Linked DNA regions of Astyanax mexicanus: region 2 is linked to region 1. A link is a contact called in public Hi-C data. All regions are on one chromosome and are shown on one strand. Each heading gives the region's core, a stretch centred on a gene start, on an enhancer-like site or on the middle of the called end of the contact. The rest is flanking DNA. Distances are from core to core; before and after follow the strand shown. Region 1 overlaps grk5l (G protein-coupled receptor kinase 5 like). Region 2 holds the start of bag4 (BCL2 associated athanogene 4).

Region 1 (6,064 bases), core at 1,619-4,118:
AATGATTAGTGCCGTTAGCCGCCTCAGCTTTTCAGGATCAAGTATGCATCTTTCACTAAAAACTAGAAATATTAGCACAGCTAGCCACCTTGGATTTCCTAGATCAAGTATCCCTTTATGGATGACTGAAAGACAGCGACTACCCCAAGCTCTGGTCATCCTTGTGCTTGTTTTTATTTTTCCTTCCTTTTTTTTTTTAGGCCTAACCTCACTCTCCAGAACAAAATATGGCAACCGAATACTCAAATACATATCTGATCTTTGGCCTGAGTGTATGCAAGGCAATGCACATTTTGGGTTTGAGGTTGGAGGTGTTTTGTGTTGTTGAGTTGGAACTGCAGTGGGAGAGAAGGTATAGACAGGGTTTAAAGAGAGGGATGAAGAAGAAAGAGGAAGAGGAGGAAGAAGAGGAGGAGGAGGAGAAGGGAGAGAGTGAGTGCCTGTGTTAGTGAGTGTGTAGAGTGTCTTCAGTTCATGTTAACACTTTTTCCCTCCCAAACGGAAGGGCTGGGAAAAAAGCCCCCTTCCCATTCCCTGTGGAGGCCTCTCTTTTTTCAGTAAAATCCCCTGAATAATAAGAGTTTAATATTCCGTCATTGTCAGTGGCTCTTTTTATTTTCTGGTCCAGCAATCCTGAGGGAGCATGAGGTGAGGGGTAAAAGTTCGCCTTTCGTAAAAAAAAAAAAATTACAGGAAAAAGAAAAAGAGGTCTCTTTCGTCTCAAAAGCAGAGTTGTTTCGTCTCCTGCCCTCCAGCGTGCCGCGAATGGTTAGTGTTGGCGGCCTAGACCAGGACATAAAAACAAATCCTCTTCCATGCTGTAAAGACCAGCCTGTGCAGGACAGGAGGAGTTTCTCTCTGTTAATTTTTTTCCACTCTTTCTCTTTATATCACTCGTTCTATCTTGTTCCCTGTAGTCCCGCAGGCATCTGTCCACTAGGGGGCAGAGTTTGACACTGAGTCAACAGAGTTGACGCTGGAAGACGAGACTCGGCTGTGAGCGATGGCCGCCTCTGGATGCTGCAAAGAGAATAAGGGAACGAAAAAGACAAAGCAGAGAAGAAGTGTTATTTTCAGGGTTTGATTTTCAACATGTTTCTCAAATCCTGTGTTATTGCCCTCTTCCACCAAAAAAATATATATTAAATTACACACTTTTCCTTGTTTTTGGAAGCCTGAGGGTTAAGCCTTTTTGGTTTTGCACTGGAGCGCTGTCTAAATGATTAAATATAAAACTTGTCAGAAAACACATGATTAAGTATATTAGATATAAGTATATTATAACTGAGATTACTGTATGATTTGGAAATAATGATAATTGTTGTACATAATGCTTTATTCCCCGCCACTTACATTAGCCTTGTAGCTCCAGTAATACACTGAACAAGCTAACTTTTTAACCAATACATCTTATCTACATTTGGGCTCAGAGGAGAAAGTGTAAATTTGATTTTAAAATTTTAAAGCTTGTGAATTCCCCCTTTCACACTTGCAGCATACTGCTGGGTCTCGCACAATTATATGGATCAAGAACATTTACAGAAAAGCAAAATGGGATTTGAATGGAAATGGGCTGCTTTTTGGGTTTGGAACCATTTTACTTGTATTTTATCCATTATAGGGATATTTGGATAGTCTACAGTAAAAATATTTGGTCTTTTATATACAGCTCTGGAAAAAAAAGAACACTTAAAAATTATTATTATTTCTTTGATTTTACCAAATTGAAAACCTCTGGAATATAATCAAGAGGAAGTTCGATGATCACAAGCCATCAAACCAAGCTAAACAGCTTAATTCTTTTGTCACCAGGAGTGGCATAAAGTTATCCAAAAGCAGAGTGTAAGACTGGTGGAGGAGAACATGCCAAGATGCATGAAAACTGTGATTAAAAAACTTTATGAATATGAACTTGTTTTCTTTGCATTATTTGAGGTCTAAATTTAAGCTCTGCATCTTTTCTGTCATTTCAGCCATTTCCCTTTTTCTGCAAATAAATGCTCTAAAAGACTATTTTTATTTGGACTTTGGAAAAAATATTGTCTATAGTTTATATGATTAAACAACAATGTTGATTTTACCTATAAATAGCAAAATCAGAGAAACTGATTCAGAAACTGGAGCGGTGTCTTAATTTTTTACACCGCAAAGAAAGACAAAAGTATTTTTTACTTCTACTTCTACTACTAAATATGACAGTAACAGTCTCTACTCTCCAGGGAAGGTGATAGAATAGAATGTTGGGCATTGCTTTGAGCATTTGCTTGCATTCAGCGACAAAAGCATTAGTGAGGTTAGGATGCTGGATGATCACACCACCCATCATTCCAAAGGAAAAGGTTTCAATGCTCCACAGCTAAATGCCCATATGTTCCTGTTTCTCTGTTCTCCTATTGTCCAATAACAATGGTCTACAGGGACTAGACAGGCTATGTGCCTGCATTTGCACATTTATGTGAGCAGTAGTTGCAACTTACTGCATAACTTACTTACAGGACACATAAGAATGTGGAATCCTTGTAGGTTTTATAATAAAGACACAGCAGTTATTTTTGCATTATGCAGTATAGGCAAAACATATCCATTAAATTTAATGTGGGATTAAAGAGATGGACCACTTATAATGAGTTTGACTTTAATGTAAGTGAAAGAAGCAAGAAGTGATCAGGTAAAAGCGTGAATAAGCGCACTGCTCTTGTTAAGGCTGGAGGGGTGGGTGGTGGTGTGTGGAGTGAAGGAGGGGTGTCCTGAGTGGGTGTTTGACCTGGTCTGTAGTTAACTATTGTGTTCTCTGGCCTGTTCCTCTGTGGGGGAGGAGGAGATCCTCACATGTCTCCTAAAGATCCTGTCCAGCAGGCTGCGCCGCGGTGGCTCCGGCGGCTGCGTCCAGTCCAGGTCAGGGGGTCGCGACCCCTGAGGCCCAAACACGTTAAGGTCACTAAAGCATTCTGTCTCTATCATCTGTGGAGAGAGGGAGGGGAAAAAATTGTAAATTTTAAATTATCAATAAGTCACTAACTATGCATACATCAGTCTATCTATCGGTCTACCAATAGGTTAATCTTCTGCTTGTCCGTCTCCACATCTATTTATCCATCCTTGTCTGTCTGTCTCTCCATGTATCCACCCATCTTTCAGTGTCTCTCTCACCATTCATATATTCTTCATTCTGTCTCTCTGTCCATCTATATATTCTTTAATCTATCTGTCTCTCTTAATCTAGGTATTCATCATTCTGTCTCTCTCCATCTACATTGTTCATTATATCTGTCTCTCTCCATCTATATATTCTTCATTCTGTCTCTCTCTCCATCTATATATTCTTCAATCTCTCAGTCTCTTTTACCATCTGTTTATTCTTAGTTCTGTCAGTCTCTATGCATCTATATATTATTCAATCTGTCAGTCTCTCTCCATCTATACATTCTTAATTTTGTCTCTTTCCATCTATATATTCTTAATCCATCCATCCATCATCATTTAGTCTGTCTGTCTTCCCATTCAACCCTTCATCCTTCTATCTGAGCCTGTCCCCATTCATTTCTGTCCAATCACATGTCTTTCTATCCATCCTTCAATTCTTCTGTCTTTCTTGATCCATCCATTTTCCATCTATCTATCTAACCACCTGTGTATCTCTCCGAAGATATATCCAACTGAGCGTCTGCCCATACTACATACTGTCTGCCCATCTCTCCATCCAACCTTCTATCTGTCGAGCCGGGTTGTGTGTGTCTGTGTGAGTGTGATCACGTCTCAGAATCAAAAGCTTGTTTACAGATCTTTCCTCAACAGGAAACAGACAACAAAGTTGAACTAACTGGATCCAGTCCTCTGAGTTTTCCTCTGTTGTTCCACTTCTCTTACTCCCTGTCTCTCTCTCCCTCTCTCCTGCTGCTGAATTCAGCTCCCAGCAACACAACCACTCTGCACTGTAAACAGCGCTATTGAAGAGCACAGTGTAGATACTGTGGAATTTACTGTTATTTCTCTGTGACCCCATAAAGCTGATAAAACAGGTACACAAAGCAGCACCCTACCTACAGTCTTACATTATTACATACAGCTCACTTAAAATGCACATAATATTCATGAATTTAGCTATGTAAGTGTTTAGTGAAAGAACTGTTTCTTCACATTCACATCTCTTTTACAATAAAGAGTGTGTACTGCACAAAACACTTACTATTCTTATTATTTTATTAATGTACTTTATATACATAATTAAGCTCAATAAAAGTCAGGGGAGGTCAGTATGTAATGTATTTTATCCCATTTTCTCCTAATTTACACAGCCCAAACCAGTAATTAGGACTCCCCTTATCACTATGGTGCCCCAACCCCAGGGGTGGTAAAGACTAGCACATGCCTCCTCCGATACATGGGAAGTCAGCCACCACCTGTTTTGGAACTGCTGCTGATGCAGCATTGCCGAGTAGCATCACAACGCACTCGATGGAAAGTGCAGCGACTCGGTTCCGATACAACAGCTCACAGATGCCTTGTGCGACATCACCCTTTGGAGTGATGTGGGGAGAGAGCGCCGAATTCGAACCAGCGAAATATGTAAATTGATCAACAAGTGTTATCTTGTGGGATGGATTGGGACCACCCACACCTGTGTAAGTTGTGAGGTGTTATCTTGTAAATGTGGTTCAGCACTGTTCAGCAAGTGTGTTCATGGCAATGCAAAGTGAATTGTAAGAGTTCGAGCAAGGCCTGAAATTGGGTGCACAATGGATAGAATAGGTATTTAAGATACCTTCCAACGGGGCAGTGTATGATCCATTGTCACACGTGTACCAGGAATACATCAATCAAGGAGGCATTACCACCCAGAGTGGACAGCACAATGGGTGGTAATGTTTGTGACTGGGGGCATCTGGCTAGAATTACCCTCGCAAAAGGACTTGAAGGCACACACACATTCTGCAGAGCAGTATAGTGTTTTTTTAGCTTCCATAAGAAAAGTCATGGGATATAATGATAAAATGTCCAGTCCCATGACATTTGGCATGTCAGGGTATCTCCAAAATGCAAGCTTTATAGCAAAAAAGAAAATTGTATACCAAGACAATCTGGAGCATTTCTATTGGTCTATTCATCACACAATGACCATTTAATGACCATTAGCAACATCTGTTGCACTGCTCCGTTTACAGATAGATCTTTACCTTGTATAATAAGTTTTTTATAGCCTTATATATTTCTATTCTTCTGTGTTTTAATTTATGTTTAGTATGTTTCTTACTGTATTATGTTGTTGCTGCTGGATGCCTACATTTCCTTCGGGATAAATAAAGTATCTATCTATCTACAACTTTAAAACACTGCAAGAAAAACTGCCACCCATCTTCACCTTTAGTGAAAGCATTCAGTCATAACATTATGAAAAAGAGTTTTACACACAACTATATCAGCACACACCTCATTCTGCCATGGGATGGAGACGCTGCCAGTGGCAAACTTGGAGTAGAAGTCATTGTCTGTTTGGTCCAGGTTAACGCCCTTAACAGTGGAAAACTGTTCAATGTCCAGAACGTCTTTACAGTAGACTGCCCTGGGCTGCAGAACACACAAACACACACACAAAAAAGATTAGATTTAATATTCTCAGCTTATATGATCAAATCAACTTTACTAAAAACAATAAGTGGTCTGATGTAGCCTCTCACATCAGGCACGAAGGAAGGTTCCAGAATGCCGGCCTCTAGTCTCTTGAAGTTGATGTTTTTGAAGAAGGGATGGGCTTTGACCTCTGCACCTCCTTCAGCCTGGCAGCCTAGCCTCTGCTTGGGGTCTTTGGCTAAGAGCTGCTCACACACACAAACACACACACACACACACACACACACACACACACACACACACACACACACACACACACACACACACACACACACACACACACACACACACACACACACACACACACACACACACACACACACACACACACACACACACACACACACACACACACACACACGTACGCATTAGCAACAGTCTTACTAGAAGGTAGCAGTGCATTGATTTTGAATTTGAATTTGCCAGTAAAATGAAT
Region 2 (6,235 bases), core at 2,202-4,701, 83 kb after region 1:
TAGGTTTAATAGAACAAAAATATCTTCAGTGCTGTTTAGCGTGATTTAACATAGCATACCAACATAAACGCCACCATAACATCACCTCAACGACACAAACACTGAGTTTAAGGTTCCATTATTCTTCTCTACAAAGTTCAAAATAAAAGCCAGCAGGCCAAGTGCTTCCGTTTGGTCCATCTTCAGTTTCAATACGGCACCATCGGCCGTAAAGGAAAAGATGGTAATGGTCACGCAGAGCATGACTTACATAAAAACAAAAACGGTCATGATCACAGTCTTCTGTGATGCATTCATTGAAGGTCACGTGTGTAATACTCACTAAAACTGAAAACAAAACAAGCAAAAAAAATTAACCTAAAGGCGTCTCAGAAATCATCCAATGTGTCTGCTTTAGGGATGGACAAGCCTCGCTCCTTTACTGCCTGTAGTTTCCGCTTCTCAGACTCCTGCTTTGCCTGCTGCTCCACCCGCTGCTCCTCCAGAATTTCCTCAATGGAAACTCTCTGAAGGATCTGATCACATTCTTTATCTAGGTCCTACAGAGCAGACAATAAACAAATCCAAACAGGAGAGTGTAGGTTAAATTCCAATAAAACATGCTTCTTAAATTCCCCTCATTCATAACACATCTCAGCTCTCCTCCTTACCCGTCCAATAAAATAGTATTATTCTACATCATGTTTATTGCACCCAGATCATAGTTGTGGGGAAAAAAAAAAAAAAAAAAGTGCGCACAATGCAGCCACACTGATTTGGTCAGTCCACCGTATTAAAAGGTTAAAGGTAAGCTCAACCCCTGGTACCAAAATAATTCCCAAATTTCCCACAGCAGGGTGTTAATATTTAACATTAACAAGTTTCTCTTATTTACCTTTTACATTTTAAATTTCCATTGAGTCCATGACTAGAATTAATCCTTGGCCAGGTATTTGGCCCTTAATGCAGGTACTGTGTTACACACCAAGGTACTATTCACACTATAGCCCTTCATTAGGTTGACTGATATTTCCCCAGCATTCTCTAAAGCCTGTCAATCCTAGCAACAACAAACAAGGCTTATGTTTAATACCATGACTCATTTTGCTTAATCTTATTTTAATGGAAACATTTCCAGAAAGAAAAATAAACAAAAACTGTGTAAACTTACTACTTCTCCAAGTAAGACAACATTTTCTCCTCTGACAACAAAGATCCCTCGGGGTATGTCTCCAAACTTCTTACCAACGTGGATACGTTCCACTGTTTGATGCAAAACTAAATTTGCTGTTAAAGAGAACAGAGATCAAATATTAACAACCTGTTAATGAATAACATACAACTGACAAGGATGGGCAGAACAATACTGATGCAAATAAACTTCAAATACTGACCGTGCTGCTAATGCAGTGAGATCATTTGTTATTCGGTAGTTAGCACCATGGCTTTATATTCTATGCACCCTCAAGCAGTTTTAAAATAGATGTACCATATAATATAGATCAGTGCATCCATGCTAAAGGCAGGTTACCACTTCATTGTGAAAGGGCATCGAATAAAAGTGAAGCATGGAACAACTTAAACGATGTCCAACTACTGCCAAGCACACCTAACGCCTCTTAATCCAACTCTGAGGAACTTTAGTAAGCTCATTTTAATGGGTGTCAGTTCAGTGGGAAACACTGGTGTACATATAAATATATTATACTGATCATACTGAGTGGTTCACTTGGATCTGTTATTTTACTTCACTGAACACTGGATCTACTTACCAAACTGATCTATACTTCTGAGGATCCCAATCAGTGTTCTCCCATCTCTGAGCAGAACAAGGTGCTTTTCTGGAAGAAAAACAAAAACAGATCAGACAGACAGAAAGCTTATTTGCTTAAAAGACATTTATACAGTTTCATGCAACAACAAAACTGGCAAAATAAGTCACACAAAACAGCCTTCCTTGGATTTGTTATGTCATCCTAAGAATTCATAAAGAGCTAGTTCAATGTTCGCCAGCTCCAGCTGTGTTATATTTAACTTTTAGCATTTTAGCAAGTCTATAAAGGTTTAATTTGCAAGTACTTAAGTGGTTGTAGTTGTTAGCGATCTAGCTAGCTATCTAATGGCCCAAACCCTGAAGACCACCTCCAGGTTCATCTTGGGAGGAATGAGGTGTAGAGAAAAAAAATACAATATGTATAAATTGTACACAGTTCGTGGTCAGAAACGCAAGATTAAACACACTTAGATTATCTTTAGCAGTAAGAAAGTTTAAGATAGCTAATTGCTTTAAATTTCCACTCCACCTTAAATAGGGCAGCAGGTACATTACTGTGCTAGCTGGACTCAGAATATAATCACTGCACCATTTAAGGTGGACCGAACAATTCCAATTACAACGCAGCTATTTGGAGTTCCAGCGGCTTTAGGCTGGGTAGTAAAGCCCAGCGGAGCTTTTAACTTACTGTCGATGTCCTCAATGAGGCTGGCGGTGCCTGGCATGTAATTCATCCTGCAGACATGCGGGGAGTTTAAAGCACAAAAAACCTAGAGACAGTGTGATATCAAACCTCCTGGCACCCAAACTAACTACAGCAGCAGCGCTCTTATAGCACAGCTTCCGGGGCACGCTCACCCCTTTAAAGGGCCCACTCGCATTTTATAAAACAAATCTTTTTACAAAAGATATGTTTTATATTCGTTTTTGAGATTTTTTTTGCAGTTTTATTTATATGTAATGTTAATTTAAACGCACCATGCATTTTTTTTTATCATTTATCTATAAGCTTAATAATTATTTTAATTATTATGCTTTTATTTTGTAGTGCTTTCTTCCCACGTATTTATTTATTAGAGATTTTATCTGTTATTTCCTTTGTAACTGTTATTTATTTATTTATTTATGTTCATTTACTATGTTTGTGATCTATTTCTGTTTAATCCTTTAGCTGTATTTTACATTTTGCTTCACTCCAACTGATTTGGAAGCTACCGTCTCAAGAACAAGGTTGTCAAAATACAGTAACTTTAACAATTAAATGTTGAATCAGAGCTTATGACAGAAATTATAGTTACAGATAAAAAATAAACAAACTAATTTTGATTTTACAAAATCATAATCATACATAAAATAAGATATCGTTTACTTTATAATATAGAACTCTCTAAAAAAAAAGAGTATCAATATATTTTGTATTTCAAATTTATAAATACATTTTGTACCCCTGACAAGGCACAGAAACATCTTAACATCTAAACATATCTCGAAATATCACGGAATAACAAATATATAATTTTAAGTATGTCATTTATCCTTGGGATTTGTATTATTTATGCAGAAAATATATTTTACAATATTTTATCCAATTAATTTTTTCAAAAGCAAAGAGTTATATTATATTTTTAATGCTTCGATTCGATTGATTAAAATACATATAAAGCAACGTACATTGTAACCCAGCTTGTGATTGGCTAGCTCGTTTTTGTGCACATTGTGATTGGCTAGATATTCCTGTCCCTATTTGTGATTGGCTGCTTGCTTTTTTCTGTGACAGTCAGCAGCACTTTGCTGTTATGCGTGAATATGTTTAATTAATTGAACTGTAGAGCTAAAGAAGGATATCAGTAACGCGCTTTTACAATAATTTTTGCCATAAAAAATATATATATGAATACGTTATAAGATTTAAATAAATATTTAATTGCTCAGGTCAGGCTACAGCACCGCGCAGATTCAGTCACACTGCAGCTACACCCGACACGATGGCGAGAATGATGGGTTAATGAATTAGTAATAATAAAAATAATCATATTAATACCAATAACGTGCTGTTAGCAGTGGATGGCCTACGACTCAGCCGGAGCGGAGAGAAGCGGGGAGGCGGCGTGGCTACTGCAACAGCAGCGGCACATGCAGCAGCCGAAAGCGGGCTGGAGCCCCGGGTACAACCCGGAGAGCAGCTGGAGCGGAGCGATGGTAAGAACCGGGGCTAGGCTAGGCTAAGCTAAGCTAAGCTAAACTACGCTAAGCTAAGCTGTGTTTGACACCAGTGTATCATTCATACAGAAGCAGCTTAACGTTTTATTTACATTTAATACAAATGCATCTTAATAATACACGGTTTTAATTCACTTTGTGTAAAAGTTTACGCAGCTGACTTTGAGCAAACTGTGCCGTCCTATTCAATTAGCTTTAGCATAGCATCTCTTACCAGCTATTGCCAGCACTTCAGTTACTAACCTTCACTTAAACTGTAGTAGCGTTGACATGTTAACCTAGTGTGTTTTCTATGTAGTTAGCTAGCTCACATAAATATACAACCCTGATTTACTTTGCAGAGAGATGTTCGTTTTATTGCCTAAGTTTGTAGTTTAGTTGAATAAGTTATCAGACCGGCCATTGCTGGCTTTGGTCAGCAAGTTGGTTATCTAGAGAAACAGGACTTATTGCGTAAAATTAGGTGGCCTTTATACAAGCAGTTAGCTATAGCTAGGTTTGCTAGTGTGTTTGGGTTGTTAATAAAAGTTGGATATCCTAAATTATCCCATTTTCTGCATAGCAGCGATATAATACTGTCAGAATTTACCAAATGTATCCCTACACTACTGGTAAAGTTGTAACCTAAGTGCACCTTATCTTCAGTGTTGGAGAACCAAAGCTTCCTGAGTGCTTCTGTTCTGTACTGAAATAATGCCTTTCAGATCTGATACCTATTTTTATTTCTATACAGTTAGCATAAAGAAACCTTTACTATGTCGGCTTCGTTGTTTTTTAATTGATTAAAACAGTCACACTTAAAATAAATTTCAATTCTTTACAGCAAATGTTGTCATAGAGCAGCTCTGCAGAGATCTGGGTCCAAAAGTGACTGCAGAATGAGTGGTCAAATAGTACTTTATTATTTCAATTTGTGCTTATTGTAAAAACAGGTCATGTATTATAAAAATCTGAGTAACTGCAGAACACATGCTAAATATTAGTACTGATGAAAGTGGTGTCCATAAGTCCTTAAAGGCTGAACAGTCCCATGCTGTCATGCAGAATCATCCTGCTGTGAAAGAATAATAGCCAGGGTTTAAAAGCAAAAAACAGGGAAAAGAGATAGCAGGAACAAAAATAACATCATAACAAACAAAGGAAAATTCGCAGAATATGGGAAATTGCCATGCAAGTAGTGGCATCAGCCTTAATGATGTACCAACATTGAGGAGAAAACAAGAGGCAGCTTATAATATGGGCTAGAGAAGGATAAACATATGTACAGTTAATGTAAAAGTAATGTTACAAAATAATTTGTATTATTTCTTCAATTCAGCCATATGGTGAACCACTAATATAGTGGTGACAACTACTATAGGACTAACATCATGTAATTTCTGCTTTACGGCAGGACTCTAATCCATATTGTGGCTATCCACCAAACTACTGGTACCCTCATTCGCATACTGCTGGACCGTATAGTAACACATACCCCTCTGGAGCAGAGGTCAATGGACAAGCACCGTACAATCCCCAGGTACAGTACCACATCTTCCTTCTTGTCTTAACACAGTGCTTAAAGTTTTTTTGCAGATTCACACTGGATAAAAAAAAATACACTGACTAATGCACTGATTAATACTGACATAAAATCATGCTACAATTATTGCCTTCATACTGTTAAAATTACACAGACTGCAGATTCATAGTAGATTAATTGTATTAGAGTAATACTAATTATATTAGAGTATTAAAGGTGTTTGGTATATATACTTTTTATGAAAATCAAACTGCTGTGCCTTTATTTCAGGCAATGTCAGGCTATCCCAATGGGGTGTACAATCCAGGACAGTACTCAGCCAATATGATGCACCCATCCAATCCGTTCTACTGCAGTGAGCAGATTCCTCCACGGCAACCACCTCAGTATCATAATCAGGGCTGCGCTGATCGGCCCGCGGGGAATTCTACTCAGCCTCCCTATGCTGTACCGCATTGCCAAGGGGTAGGTGATGATCCACTATTTAACCTTTTATGTTTGCTCATGTTTTTAGTGGTATCATTCGTTATATCGTATAGTAAAGGTCACAGCTTTTGATATGACTGGCCAGCTAAACACATACGTTTTTAAGGTTTAATAGTACAGCCTCTGTTCTTGTTCACTGTTCTTGCAGGGTCCTGGATATCCCCCTAATTCGTACCCACACTATGGAGATGGATGCCCCTCCAACCCTGGGTATCCCACCCAGCAGGCCATGCACTCAAGGCCCCAGCCTGAAG

What was found. A called contact is a pair of places that touch in the nucleus more often than the background predicts.
Region 2: a contact with region 1 is called in a Hi-C map of blood, with 2.8 times the contacts expected there. The contact joins the promoter of bag4 here to the enhancer-like site in region 1. A contact is called at or near these places in 3 of 3 Hi-C or Micro-C datasets (blood and muscle).

The regions. Positions count from the first base shown.
Region 1 is chr12:31,984,928-31,990,991 of AstMex3_surface, forward strand. grk5l (G protein-coupled receptor kinase 5 like) reads right to left here. Exons shown (of 16, transcript XM_007247104.4): 13 at 5,676-5,813; 14 at 5,428-5,565; 15 at 2,830-2,961; 16 at 1-1,020. The coding sequence ends at 937. Among protein-coding and RNA genes, the nearest start is that of LOC125806077, 13 kb to the left of the region's middle. Within about 2 kb of position 2,869, the one cell type or tissue checked has an H3K27ac peak away from gene starts, as active enhancers do.
Region 2 is chr12:32,067,678-32,073,912 of AstMex3_surface, forward strand. It overlaps bag4 (BCL2 associated athanogene 4), which reads left to right and starts at 3,452. Exons shown (of 5, transcript XM_007247113.4): 1 at 3,452-3,952; 2 at 5,367-5,492; 3 at 5,766-5,960; 4 at 6,130-6,235. The coding sequence starts at 3,818. It overlaps lsm1 (LSM1, U6 small nuclear RNA associated), which reads right to left and starts at 2,604. Exons shown (of 4, transcript XM_007247114.4): 1 at 2,442-2,604; 2 at 1,752-1,820; 3 at 1,151-1,266; 4 at 1-539. The coding sequence starts at 2,487. The coding sequence ends at 369.